2 separate regions of the Columba livia genome follow, and region 2 is linked to region 1. A link is a contact called in public Hi-C data. All regions are on one chromosome and are shown on one strand. The core of a region is the stretch at or near the end of the contact, and the rest is flanking DNA. Distances in the headings are between cores, read along the strand shown. Region 1 overlaps AFDN (afadin, adherens junction formation factor). Region 2 overlaps FRMD1 (FERM domain containing 1).

Region 1 (7,363 bases), core at 1,951-4,450:
GCAGTTCCTTCCCAGGTGTACTTTACTCTTGCTCTCATGAAAAGGAAAAACTGCTAAGTAAAAGCAAAATGCTTCATGCATGACATTTGTAAAAGACTAAGCAAGTTTTATTCATTAGTCTTTTTTAACCTATCTGAAAAGGAAGCCTCTTTTAGTATTATAAATGCTGCAACTTAAGATTGATATGACATTCTACAAACGCATAAAGGCACTCTTAATTTTTAACAATATGAATTAAATACATGAGCCTGTTTGATTCCACTTCTCTTTTCATTTTAAAGGAAAAATCTTTCATTGAGCTCAAGGAAAATATACTGATTGAGCTCTATTTCCCCAAATAAGGGTTAACTTTTTAATTTACGTTTGCTATAGATATTCTGTGAGTAGTGACACACTAAGGTTTATTCAGTTATATGCCAGTCTACAAGTTTTATCGCAGATTCTGTGATGCTCTTCCCCGTTAAGGCAACTTGGAACCGATGTCTCAGCTTAACCAGGTCTGCAGATAGGATTTCACAGGCAAGACATACTAGGAAATCTATTTTGGAAAAAAAAACAACAAACCTATATCTCTGCACTTTTTTTGAAGAAATGAGTCTTGGCTCTATGGCGAAGGAAAAACTACAACCGAAAAAAAACCACAGCAACATCTTCCACATAATGGTGCTCTGCAGTTTCAGACGGATACAACTTAATCCAGTATCTATCTATACACTAACGAGTATTATTAAGCACCTAAATTTGTACTCCAATCAAGAACATTATTCATACAGGAAAAAGTCTACATTTCTGAAAGTCTTCTTCTTTAATAGGAGAAAAAACCTTAAAATTTAAAAGCTCTATTAATTAACATGTACTTAAACGGAATTTTGGAAATTATTTGAATGCCAAAGTCGAATGAAGTCCGGTAGAGGAACTCCAGCTAAAGCCTATGTGCACTGTAACTTTTGCAGGCTTGCTAGCAAGTACCTGCGTACAGAAGGTATTAGTGCTAGGAGGAACAGGCACATGAAGTTTAAAACCCGCTTTGTTCCAAAAGGCATTCAATACAAAAGTCTGGTGACCCGTTTGCAGCATCAATCTAAATACAAACGAATGAAGAAGACAAACACTTTACTTGAGTAGGGCTCCGGTCTCACAGCTAGTGAGAAGAAAAATCATGCTGTGCTGGCATAAAGTTTATTTTTTACACAGCATATGAAAGCGTTAGTAAAATTTTATAGAACATCTACAAGGTACCAAAATTTAACCAAATACCCCGTTGGAAGTTATGAATCAACAAGTAAAAGGCAAATTGTTAAACACACAGCTACTTATTTGTTCATGATGAAGACTGAACTAGGAACCCACATACTATCTTATTCCTGCAAAACTTAGAAGTCTGTGCTGGAAATGGCAATTAAATACTAAGTTTTTACTTTAAGATCCTCCTAAGAAGTCTGTTAAGGCAGCGTCAGTAGTTTAGACTGCCAATGCAAATTAGTATCAAACATTAAAAACAAAACAAAACCAACTTCTAAATCTTCTAACTCAAACTCTTCAATTAATTCAAGTTGGGGGGAAAGGGCAAAATTTTTTCTTCAACACTTAGAAAGCACAGACACAAGCAGACTTCAAATACTGAGGTATCTGAAATCTTAAGAAATCTTGAAACCTGGAATACAAGTTCAGAGCTAACCAACAGTTAAAATAATCCCATCAACTGTCTATATTTGCAAATGCTGAGTGGAGAGAATCAAATCTGTGTATTATGTTATCAGTATAATTAACTATAAAACTAATTTTCAATTTTGGGAAAAAAAAGAAAAGAAGTTTAAGCCTGTTCCTTCTACATAGATCACCTACATGGTATTTGTAGAATAAACTTTCAGAAAAATTTCACATTGAAATTGATACTCCTGGTAGTCTCAAAACCTCCTTAAATGTAAGACCTTAAATTCACTGTTAAATATAAAATGACTAGGAACAGTTTAGAAATAAAGCAATATAGAATGATATAATTAAACCTTAAGAACAAACAAGGTTGCCAAATAATACAAGTTATTTATGGTTAAGATGCCACACACTTGTTTTAGGTACATAAGCCCCTTCCCCAGAATATTAATTGATGAACTTTCACACCCGGTGTTCGAAATGCTTCCTAGCAAGCGCTATGAAAATATTTAATCTGACCATCTGTTAAAAAACCTCAGAAAATACACTCTGTATTTTAAGGTGCTTGTATATATTTAAGGAAACTTTTTCTGTTATACTAATAGAAGATGACTGAGCCAGAACTAGAAGCGTGCCATACTTTAAAGAAATAAATCGTAGCATACTAATGAATTTAACCAGCCAGTGAAGATTAATCAACAAAACCTGCTCTATCATTCTTGCAGAACACGAGAATTCTTTTTGTGCAGTAGCAATCTAAACAAAATTTAAATGCTCTATTCTGTGAGTGTGTTGAACATAAGATATCCTAACTGCAATGTATTTGCATGTTTTGGTCTTTTCAGAAGGGTCTAGAGAGGATTGCAAATCCTATATATACTGTTTGGGATGTCAGTTTTAATTATTCTACTAAGACTTTATAAGGGGAAAACGGACTTTTAGAGGAACCTGGATTAAAGCCAACTAATGTGACAAGTAAACAGATCACAGGTCATGCTATTCATGCTCTGCCACAGTAAAACAGTAGTTATCACACCTGAAACTTTAAATATTAATAGTCACTTCCACGAATTTCAGAAGTGCATATGAAGAACGAGCTAAAAAAATTAGTTTTTTCTTTCTAGATTTTAGAAAGTTAGCTGCTAATATCTGACTATATTTAACCGCATGCTGTATTACATTGTTGCTACGCGAACAAATAACTACTGGCAAGTTTAAACAAGCAAGAGAGCAGGAGAAAGTACAGGGATAGTATTTAAAACTTCAGAGAAAAACAGCCCCAACAGAAACCTGAACAGACTTACCATGGATTCTGTTCTTCCAACAACAGAAAACCACATTTTGATCTCCGGGACTACAGATCCTTGAAAGAAAAAAAACAATTCTCCACTTCTCTTTCAGCCCTCAACAGCAACTACCACGCTAGTCTGCTGGGTTTTCCAAGATACCCATCAAGATAACTCGGAGCTGGATGCTATGACACAGTGTTAGCGTTTATCAACACCAGCTATAACCAATACAATATTCAGACTCTTACGTAATCAGTTATGCTGTTCTGACTTCCATGTACTTTAGAGGCTTTATTAACCTTTGAAAACTGCTAGGGAAAAAAAAAAAAAACGCCCTTTTGTGCAAAAGACAAAAATCCTCCAAATTAAACAGGAAGTAATGTGCTGGCCCACAGATGGCTCAGAAGTCACATGCGAAAGCCCCCAAAAAGCGATATATTTTTAAAGTAAACTGCATGCACACGCTGCTTCCAAATCATCTGGATTTCATAAAAACTTAACCGCAATGTGGTTGGGAGTCAGGCAGCTTTTAACATCAAAACATCTCTCAGGGTTAGAGTAACCAAATTCTGCACACAACCTCCAAAGGCAATACTGTTCCCGATGCCCGACCACTCCTACCAGCTACATTTCCATATACCTATTACAAAAGCTACTGCTAATAAAGCTACAGGAGTGTTACTGTAAGAAAACATGCAACACCTACGAAAGGGCAGAACAACAAGTTACCTTTTTGGATCACATCCGAAGCTATACAATTTAACTTTAAATAAAAATCAGTGTATTCAGTTTAAGAAATGCTGCTAGGTATTTCCCCCATTTAAACAACCCACACAAAACCCAAACAAGCACAACGCTGCCTACAGTGCTCTGGCAGCTAACAGTTGTTTCATAACTAAACTTGTTTTCTCTGACATGTATGTATCCAGCGTACATGCTTACGACATGGTTGCTCAAAGGGGCCGTCTTGCCTTGGAAAACACCCGCACAGCAAAGTCAGGCGAGGCAGGTGATGCATCATTGCTGCTCCCTGCAGCACTCCTGGCAGGCCTGTAAACTCCTATTTCACAGCTACTCATATTTTATTTAATTAGAAGCAATGCACTTAAACCTTTTATCTGTCATTAGGCAGAAAGAGGATCAAATACAGGGTTCCCCAGGGACCTAACCCTTTCATATTACTCCTTGACTCACCTCCTTTGGTTTTGGTTTGTTTTGACATTAAAGCCAATGTATTTAAAATCACCTAGTATCACAAATTGAAACCATCTATCATAAGAATAAGCAGATGCACAGCATTTCACTGAAAGTTGCATCACTTGCCTGCTTGTGTAACTTGAGCTTCAACTCCAATCATCTTCTTTGATCGCAGCAGAGAAGGTGTAACAATCGCTTGGCGATTAAAAACATTTGGAGCTGAAGCGGTTAAGGTATGGTATCTAATTTCCCCATTAAAACTCTTAATTAGCATAGACTTTATTTATCTACAACCCCCTGCAAACTAATACAATCTTAAAGAATTATCAAATGATAAATTTGGTAGATGTTTCCTCAGACATGAGCACAGCTTACTAGGAAAATGTAGATTTTTTTACAATGGGTAAAAGAAGAAAAGCAACCAGCAAGAATTATTTTTCTTTACAATGTCTGAGAACCTGCCCATTTCATCCAGCTCTAGAGTATCACCCACCCACACATTAACCAACTTCATCCAAAGCCAGTGACATGTAGGAGGAGCCTGTTAAGACTTAATGAGAAAGGCAAGGCCAGCACCAACATGCAAGGGCTGCTCACAGCCTGTTACTGAGCGCAACTATTTTGTCACCTCACAGGGGAAAAAAACCAACTGTTTTGCTAACCAAAGCTGAACAGTTTCAGGGTTGCCTTTCACTGGTTGGAGCAGAGCCTCCTGTCAGCCAGCCACTGCGTTTTCTTTTATTACAGCACTTTTGAAGCTCTCTAGAAACCAATAGTTCAATAAATGCAATTGGGTCAGCAATCAAACTGTGATCCTGTGCATGGTAGCAATATTCTGTATTTCTGAAACTGAATATGAGCTTTCATTTCTTCAACTATAAGGTACTTCCATGCAAGCATTTGATAGACAACCTTTTACTATCTAAACGTCAGAAAAACCTAAATCTATTCTCACACTTGCCTCTCCCTCTCATTTCAGCTATTCAGTTAGAGTTTAAAAAACTTTAGCAAACGGTGTACTGTATTTACTTCCTCCATTTTCCTCAGCCAAAGGAAAAAAATAAGAATTTTAATTCTTATGCTGGTAAAAGATACATGACCTGAGACATGTCAGAAAAATTATTAGTAGAAGTCAAGGAGACAGGAACAGAAAGAAAAAAACCCACCCACTATTGCTAGCTTCTCAGTCATACTCATTCTCTAATCTGCTCTGCCCTGGCCAGACTTGAGAAAATTAATGCCTGTGTATTCTTCCTTACTCTGCTGTTTTTATGAAACCTACTACAGGAAACACATGCTATTCATTACTTACAATAAGCAACTTTGGACCCCTTGAAATAACTCCTTGAAAATTTATTTAACTACTACAGCAACTTGTTTCAACACTTAATGCAAGATGACTATTGGTATCCAATGAACATACTGCTGACTTCAAATTAAGCAAAAGTTTCTCTTCAACATATTCTTAAACTGAAACAGAAATCTGCCTCTTGCTTATTTCAGATCAAGATTAAAGATGTGATTGTTTTAAAAAAAATCAGAATTCCATTATTGCAGCAGGTGCATAGCAGCAAGATGAAATGCAATTACTGCTTGAACCAGTGCGCGCTTCTGTAACTGTGCTGAGATGCGGACTGCTGCTTCCATCACTGATCATGTTGAAGAAATCATTAACTTGGTTAAATAACTTCTAAAAAACAATTCAAATCAAGCTTACACACTGACCAGCAGCACTGTTACATACTGCTAATGGACATCAAGAGTGTCAGCTGTTAAAACCACATGCAGAAGCCAGCCAGCTCCAGCAAAAAGGGAACCTTTCCCTCTGTTATATCCTGCTTCTGCCTAAATGAGAAATCAGATTTCACAGTTTAAAGTGGAAAAAAAAAAATCCACTGCACATTTTGAAACACTTAAGAGAAATGCAGATGGCAATCAGAGGTATTTAGTATTTAATCTGGTGTATCTCAAGATCTAATATTTGCTTCTTAAATTATTAACCCACTCGACCTAAGTAAGAGCAGAATACTGAGTTACATTTTTCAGATCCTGAATAGTTTCCTGAATAACTGCTGGTTGTTAGCAACATACACCTGACACTTGGTATTCCTCTACATGTGTCAAAAATAAATTTTAAAAGCTGATACCATGCAAGATTACTGTTTCAAGAACAGCCTATGAAATGAGCAAAGTTGTAGAAAAAAATAGCACTGTTTAGAAGTAATTAACTACGTGAGATAACTTAAAAGCAGTAAAACAATCATGTTTTCAGCTCATGCACTCAGTGCCAAGGAAGAACACAGCATTCTGAAGTTTCATGTGCTACACAGTGAGGAGACATTAGGAAGGACTTGTGCTCTGTTGTACACCACATGATTACAACAAGGACTTTTGCATCATCTATAACAAGCTTAAAATTCAAAGATTATGTCTGCTACATGATCCAGTCAATAAAGCAAAATCAACCAACTAGTGGAGTCCTCCATCTGGTGGTTGCAGTTATATATGCATTCTATACATTACTATGTAGTACTACTAGGAGCAGCATACACCCACAATTTGGGCAAGTCAGGGCAGAAACACTTTCCAGCCAGAACAGAAGTATGATCAACATGATGTGCACAGCAAACCTAAGGCAAATAGATCTTTCCATTAACATTTTCCACAATAGGCTGATTTAAAAAACACCTTTTTTCAGTAACACACAAACTGACTTCCATACCTTGGCAGCAACAATACTCAGGCCCATTCCATTTTGTTTTTTTAGTGTTACAGTGATAATCTCAGGTTCTTTCCTCAAAGGCTGAGCCTATCAAATAGGGAAGGGGAAAGAAGAAAAAAAAAGACAAGAGTTCATATTTACTGCCAGGCTATAAAAATTACTGTGCAAAATAGTTAATCTATAATCAGAACTAAGTTGTTAGTGCAGCAGAATATCTCACACCATAAATAATACATCTGGTACTCCATTTTAAAGGTAGAATCTCTTAACATTTGATTAATATGGATGCACATTATCAAGTACTACACCTGTGTCGCAAGCACTGCTGAAGCTTTGAAGTCAACCGTTGTTCTCTAATTCCATAAAGAGATTATTAATAATTCACAATTTGAAATGTAACAGGTCTACAAAACTGTAGTAACTTTTAATGAAAACTGAAGTTCAGACTCAGTAGGCACCTACTAGAAAGGTGAGGCTCATCTATATGGAGCTCAGTTTTTAG
Region 2 (7,580 bases), core at 4,898-7,397, 96 kb before region 1:
ACCAACACATTCTTATGCTATTAATTGATCGGGAGGCATCTAAGCAATTGTAACTGTACCTGGCTGCCACTTCTATTTATCAAATATTCCTTACAAGGCCAGGTAACTGAACACTGCAGGACCATGTTTGTTTGACATTGACTGGGCCGTACAGCGTGTGCCTTTTTTTGAGAGTGTAGCTGAGCCAGCGCAGGGTTTCCTTAGGGGAGATTTTTAATTCCCATCCTGTGGAGGTGAGAAAGTGATATTGGGAGGAAGTTTTCTGTGTTACCAACAGAAGTATCTTGGTTTAAAAGTGACGTTCCTGCAATCCACCTTAATATTAGCATTTAAAAGCTGGTTATGAAAAGACAGAGCAAGAACAAACAGATGGGGAAGTTGAAAATGTTTCAAATGGTAATTCCTCCACATAGGCCAGGTTGCCACAGCTTTTGTAGCAAGATGCTGCCTCTGGGAATTAACTGCTGGTTTGTTGCTTCTGTTTTCCTCATTGCTGAACAGTGTTATGTAGATGAAACTGTATGTTGCACTTGGTGAATTTGGACACTGTCACCCATTAGTTTTCATGGTTGCCTTCTGAACCTTTCCACACATGAGACTTTCATTAACTCAGTGTGTTCAAGCATTTGGGGTAATTTTTTGTTACGTGCTCTTTATCCATTTGATGATGACTGCATGGATCTGCCAAGAAGTGTGATGTCATTCACATGTCAATACCTGTCAAGTGTTTTTTCTGTTGTACTGGACACTGAGGACACAGTGCAGACAGAGCAGGATCTGGCTCAGCATGGCAGGGGCAGCTTAATGCACTTGTAATTCCTTAATGGTTCACAGATTCTTCATTAAGCCAACATCCTTCAGAAGGCTGGTGGGGCTGTTTTGAAGGAACGGAAGAACAATTTTGGAAAACTTGTAGCATGCATAGCCAGCATCCTTAGGCTTTGTCTGAGCTCATCGCTTTTATTCATCATGTGTGTCTTACTGAACTGGCAGGTTGGATCACCCAAAAGCAGGAGCTGCACGGACCAGCACAGCCAGAGTTTGGATGACATCCGCCTGTACAAGCACCGGCACCCGCCACTAAGTGCCACACTGTCTTCAGACACATCCCACAGCTACACATTTGGTTGCAGCCTGGAGGATAAGCTGTCTATCTACGGCTGCGTTTATTCCACTGCGGACTGCAAAACCAAGTCTGCCCTTTATGGGAAGCGATCCATGAACTGCCTCTCCTTGGATCTTTTGGGAGAGGACCAGCTCCCAGAGGAGTTTGTGGTGTAATGAGATTGGAGCTCTTCCATACCAGGAAACAGGTCATAATGGAAATATATACCTCATTAACACATGTGATGTCACTCTGGTTCTTGCAGGAGATTGTGAGCAGCTTTGTTATTCAGCTCCGTAATCAGTAAATGGCATCAGTTCTGCAGACCTGACTACAGGGCAAATCGACTGGAGTTTAGCACTTAACGCTGGCATTTGAAGTGTCTGTCTGAGCAGAACATTGAAGTGGCCTGCACTATTAGCAGTGACATAACCAACATAAAAACCAAAAACAGTAGACCAAAACTGGCACTGAGCTAGTAAAGCAAATACTGCCTAAATGGATCTATCAGAAAGAAATTGAAAGTCTACATGAGTTTATCTTCCCGCCTGTCTCCTGTGGTCCATTTGTGTTAATGCTAGTATACAGATAGTGTGGTTGTCTTGAGCTTGTGCTGCTGCAACACTGCCAACAGCTGTCAGGCCAGGGAATTCTCTGAGCACATTTGGAGGGCTGCGTGTGGAAGTGTCTGGCCTGTTTCTGATGTAAAGAATGCAAGTTGCCTGTTTGTTTCACTGGGAGCAAGACCTGCTTTACCAGGAGTTTCTCTTTTTTTGTTGGTTTTGTTTTGTTGTAAGCATCCAGCCAAATACAATGTCTGTTGTTCTTCTTTTTTTTCCTTTTTTTTTTTTTTCTTTAATGCAACAAATGGAACTGTCTCTCATCTGTCTACTACTGCCATAAGGCAGATGGGTAAATAAATGCCTCTATCTTGGGGAGATGCGGGAAGGGATAAAACAAATGACTTAGCTGCTTCTGAGAGTACAGCAGACAACTTAAGAGCGTTAATTGTCTGGTTCTTGAAGACAGGACTGTGACTGGAGAATTTGTCCAGGCATGATCACCCCTTACTTTGAGTCATACTTCTATGTTGTTCTTTTCTTTGTTTTTAATAAATCTGTTCCCTAGAAATTTTTCCTCTGCTTAGGAGGCAAGTATGGACTGGAGAAAGTCACTTTGGAAGGACATAGTGACTGTGTCCAACTTAGTCATGGATAGGTCATGTAGGTGTGAGCATGTGGTGCTGCAGGGCTGGAGATGGTGGAAGCACAGAGTGTTTGTGTGCCAAACCAAGGGTACTTGTTTGGTGATTTTGAGTGGTGGAGGTGGCTGTGCTGGCTCTTCCTAGGAAAATAATAACTATTCTGTTTGATTCAAGCATTTGATGTGGAAAACATTCCACTACCTTGTTACATCCAAATAAATTTAAGTTTGATTTCCTTATTTATCTTCCCCCAGTACCTCCTCCCCTCACCAATTCCCAGCATTTGGGAAGCTTTTACTTACAGGTGTGTATAACCTGCGCCCAGCTTTTTATAACCTTGCAGGTAAAAGCTAATCATTTCTTGGCAAACTCTAGAAGCAGACGGATGCTATTCTGCTGGTTGAGGAAGTGTGTGTTGTGCTGTGTCGATCACCCAAAAGCTGAAGATAGCCAAATTCGGGAAAGGAAAGAAGCCAAACCATGACGAGGAGGGTTTGAGCTGTTGGTTTGACAGTGGGCTTGCAGGCTTAGTAGCTATCTGGTAAACTGTGTTCCCGTAAGCTGTTAAAATAGCAAATCTGTGGAGTCTGTCATCTCGCTGTTTCAGTGCAAGTGAGTGTGGTGTAGAGATAGGGCGTGCAGGTGCATCTGCATTTACTGAACTGGCATCAGTAGCTGTATGTCCTCTGAGGTGAATCCAGCACCAAAGCCTAGCTGTGTGTTTGACGAACGAATGATGGGCTCAAACTCAACGTAGCCATGACTTAATTGACCATGCCCTCTTTGATCACACTGTTCTTTCTTTTTGTAATGAACAATTAGGAGCTATGTGTTCACTGTAGCCTGCTCTCCTTTCTTCCAAGTGAAGCCAAAATGCCTTTACAGAGTCCTTGACGTATGTTTACTGCATCCAAAATAAAGTCTGCTAAATGGATCTAAATGGGTAAAGAACATCTGGCTGCTCCAGTCAAGCCTCCCGCTCTTGGTCTTTCCCTGTTACGTGGGGCCTGTTTGGCCACAAGCTGTGGGAGACTGGCATGACCAAGGTCTGGGAGGCCAGAGGCTGTGCTGCAAAGAGCAGCCTTGTTCTTGCAGCCACCATGGAGCTGTAGGGATGGCTCTTACTGCAGTAATGCCCATCTGTCCAGGGAAAAGGTGAGGGAGGCATCTGGAATGGTGGCCCCACTAAAGTGTTGCTCTCCCATCCATGCAGATATACAGTTACCCATTCTGGCAATGGTTGTTAACAGGGAAAAAGCTCAAAGTTAAGTGGGTATAGTTTGGAAAAGTGTCATAAAACACACACGTGCACCACATGCTCACATCCATGCGCTCTTGTCTCAAAGACAATCACGTTCATTCGTGCTTCAGCCTAACAACCTTACTAAAGTGTATATTGCCACCAAGCAGCTTGGTATTTTCTTTTTGCAGCTACCAAGCATCCAGTGGATTTGGTGAAATGCTGTAATCCTGCTGTCTCCAGTTAAAAAATACACCGATGCTTGAAAACAGTGTAATTGGGTCTTGCGTGAGCATCCACTGCCTTGTATACACAAGGAGGTTTCTTGTATTTATTCACGGCTGGTGGGATAGGTAAACTCTCCTGGTCTGACTGTCCTCTTGGTCTATGCAGCTCCCTCCAGTACTGTGAGTTACATGTGCACATCAAGGGGAGACTGGACATTTTTGTGTGTAGACTGAGAATGAATATCTTACAAGCACTGTGAATACCTATTATGCAAGTTTTTGTATTCATATGAAAAAAAAAACCTCTTCCTGCTAGTAATAGATTTATTTTTTTGTTTGGATTTAGAAGGTCTTTTGTTATTTTTAGTTTTGACTAGTTTGGTAGAGGGTAATGTGTAAGCATTTATCAGCTGATGTTAGAACCTAGTTGCCAATATTTGTACATATTTGTAAAATATTCATGGTATAATCACTCTATTTTAATGGTAAAAGTTTCTCCTTTCCATGAAAGGAATTTCATGTTTAAAATGAGATATAAATAACTATATGTACACCTGCAATAAAGTATGGATAGAAAAATATAATTGTTTATCTGTATAATTTTCATTCCTCCAAGAGGAGCATGTCAGTGACATCTTCCATTCCAGACAGGTAGGTTGTAGAAAGTAATTTGCTGCCATACTCTAATCCATATGAGTAGTGACTGGAACAGCTCCTTTTCTTCCCTGCCACTCTGAGGAGCACGATGCCAAAGGGGCCTCTGTCAGATATTGCGGACCCAGTTGAGCAGGTTGGAGTCAGTGGGAACACTAATGGGAGCTGAATCTAACTGAAAAGACAAGTTAAGCTGCTTGTGGCGGCTAGTCCAGAAAACTGAGCATGCGAACTCCCAAGGGTGTAGAGAGATCCTGTCAGCATCTTCCCAGGGGCCAGGAGGATGGGCGCACCAGCCCATGTGTTACCAAGTGCTGCTGAAGAGCTCTCTGCCCTAAGTCGCCTAGCCTGCTGGCCTGGTGTCTGGCATGGATAGAGGAAAGTTCTGGGTTTTTTTGAGGACATAAATCTACAAAGAGGTGCCATAGTATAACTACTCACATCTCTTCTCAAAGAAGCTTGCTGACTGAGGTTCCCTTGCATATGTATTTTTTCCCCCCCTCTTCTCTGGATACATTATGCACTACTAAACTAGTGTTAATTTTATTTTTTTAATGTACTTTGATATTGTAGCATTGCCTCTATTCTTACGACTTCCCCTCCTGTACTTCATAATTCTGTCTACTACCTGTTGTGTTTTGAGTATATAAATTTTCAAGGGCTTTGACGACTCATCCAGCTCTGGTTTGGTGATGCTGGAAGGAAGAGGTTTGGTTACACATGGAGCTTTCTGTACAAGTAAAATTAGATATTAGGCAAGTATTAAGTTACCTAACTGTGAAGGGCTTTGTCCTTTCTCTTTGTTTTGTTGCTTGGCAAGTAATAGCACCTTCTTGCCTGCTAGGGTGGATTGCTGCTGACCAGAATATGCACAATGAATCTGTCTCTGAAGATGGGACTTCGTGGTACCAGCAAACCCTGTGTGGGCTCAGTAAAGTGATGGTGTGGGATGGGGGAGAAGTTGCTGCACCAGATCTGTGTTGAGGCATGCCAACTGCAGGAGCTACTTGGAGGTAAGGACTGAAGGAGTGTGCTGCTGCTGATGGGGAAGGGGGTGTTTTAAACCGCCACAGGTATTTTGGGTGAAATGAGAGCAGTTTCTCAATGGAGCTCTTGGCAGTGAGGTCTCAGACACTGAAGGCTGACACAGTTTTCTAAGAGCCTGAACACTTCTCATGAGTAGCAAGCGATAGGATAAGAGGAAATGGCCTCAAGTTGCTCTAGGAGAGGTTCAGATTGGATATCAGGAAAAATTTCTCCACAGAAAGGGGTTGTGAAGCAGAATAGGCTGCCCAGGGAAGTGGTGAAGTCACTGTCCCTGGAGGTGTTTAAAAGGCATATAGATGAGGTTCTTAGGGATATGGTTTAGTGATAGAGCTAGGTTATGGTTGGTCTCGATGACCCCAGTCTCCTGTGCCCCTACAGGTGCCTTCACCGGTACCTCAGAGCCCTCGCTATGAAGCCTGCCCCAGCTGTGGGCGTCTTCCCAGGGGGATGATGCCCAAGGCCGTCCCCGGCCGTCATGCCGCTCCTGGAGGCCCAGCAGCTCGGAGGGAGAAGGGCGAGAACACACCTGTCTCCTCGCCGCTGCTGCCGGGCCCTCGGCGGCAGCGCGGCGAGCCGAGGCACGGAAAGGTGCCCGGGTGCGGCTGGCAGTGGCCGAGCGGGTCCTGGCCCCAGCCCTGCCCACCTCGCCGGCTGCTGCTCTCGCCCTTACGCCCGGCACCGCTCCTCTCCCCGCTGTTAACCGCGGGCCCCCCGCCCGCAGGCCACCCGCGCCCCTTTCCCACAGGGGGCTTAGTGGCCCCTGTGGGGCGGGAGCCGGAGGCAGACGCGCGGGACGACACGTTGCTCCCCGCCCGCCGCTTGCGGGGCCGGGCCCGGGCCGGGCCGGGGGGCCGCAGTGCCGGGCCAGGGCGCGGGGCGGCGCCCGAGGAGCGCGGCGGCTGCTGCCCCACGGCCGGTACTCCAGCCTCCGGGCGGGCCGCGGCCGAGTGCTGGCAGCCGGGTGCCCCTCGCTGCCTCCTCTCGCCGCCGGTACCCGCTGCACTGAGCGGCCTCACGCAGAGCTGCCGGAGAACCCGAGTGGTGCCGGGGCCGCGTCCCCCGGGGCAGCGGAAACACCTTGGGTAGCTTCTGTCGGCACACCGCCGGAGACCGAGCCGCCCGCTGTCCCCGGGCACGGACAAGCGGCCGGCTGGGGAACGGGAGCAGCCCGGGCGGTCCACGCTGGCCAAATCCTCCGAGCAGGCGGTAGTCGAGCGAGTGGAGCCCGAAGCGGTCAGTGGGTCAGTGGGCCGCCGCGGGCCCACCAAGTCCTGCGCAAAAAGTGCTTTAAGTGTTCCCAGGGCCCCGGGGCAGCATCGCTCCGGCCTGAGGGCAGCGTGTCTGGTTTCCGCATGGAGGGTGTGAACCCGAACGACACTGGGGACTAAGCTGCTGTGCCTTAGCTTCTGGGAGTCCTTGACACAGGGTGCTCTAGGTGTGAAATGTTGACATCAGCTCAAAAAAAAAAAAAAAAAAAAGTTAACAAGTCAGTTTATGTAAGGAAACTTAACTTAATTCGCTATACCTCTGCCATGGGAAGTCCCAGAGGCAAGAAGGTCTGTAATGTGGGAAGCTGTAGTTGAGGCAGCATGGCTCCGTGCCTGTAGTTTGCTTTGGTATTGTGCACGGGGCACTGATGGAGACAGGATGGGTGTAGACGAGCCTTGGGTACCACTCAGTGAAAGCAGTTTTCCTTTCATTGACGAGCTGCCCCCCCTTGGGACAAGCAGCCTTTCCACAGAACCTCTGCAGGTGTCAGAGCAGCATCACTGAGTATTTCTGCAACCACGCCCAGGAAATCACACATACTGAACTTTGAATTCCATCCTGAATTTTTAATGACATTAGCACATTTGCAATCACTTGCCTGTTGCTGCTTCTCACAGGCCAGCTCCACCTTCATGACTCAACAACGTTTTATAAAGTAAACCCACTCAAATTAGTTCTCACCCCTCCTTTACTGGCATGTGTTTGGGGACGCACTCCAGCCCATGGCCATGCTGCAGTTTTGCAATGCCGGTCAGCCAGGTACTGGCTGAATCTGTCATTTTGAACCCTGAACTTGGCCCTGGAAGGAGGAGAGTGTATTTAGTAGAGATGTGA

The links. Hi-C and Micro-C count contacts between places; a contact is called where the count stands out from the background.
Region 2: a contact with region 1 is called in a Hi-C map of liver, with 2.9 times the contacts expected there. The contact joins two enhancer-like sites. A contact is called at or near these places in 2 of 2 Hi-C or Micro-C datasets (crop and liver).

Annotation. Positions count from the first base shown.
Region 1 is chr3:74,620,763-74,628,125 of bColLiv1.pat.W.v2, reverse strand. AFDN (afadin, adherens junction formation factor) reads right to left here. Exons shown (of 33, transcript XM_065057666.1): 22 at 6,862-6,948. Among named protein-coding and RNA genes, the nearest start is that of KIF25, 40 kb to the left of the region's middle. Within about 2 kb of position 3,200, at least 1 of the 3 cell types and tissues checked has an H3K27ac peak away from gene starts, as active enhancers do.
Region 2 is chr3:74,719,493-74,727,072 of bColLiv1.pat.W.v2, reverse strand. FRMD1 (FERM domain containing 1) reads left to right here. Exons shown (of 13, transcript XM_065057675.1): 13 at 994-4,360. The coding sequence ends at 1,281. Among named protein-coding and RNA genes, the nearest start is that of FRMD1, 44 kb to the left of the region's middle. Within about 2 kb of position 6,147, at least 1 of the 3 cell types and tissues checked has an H3K27ac peak away from gene starts, as active enhancers do.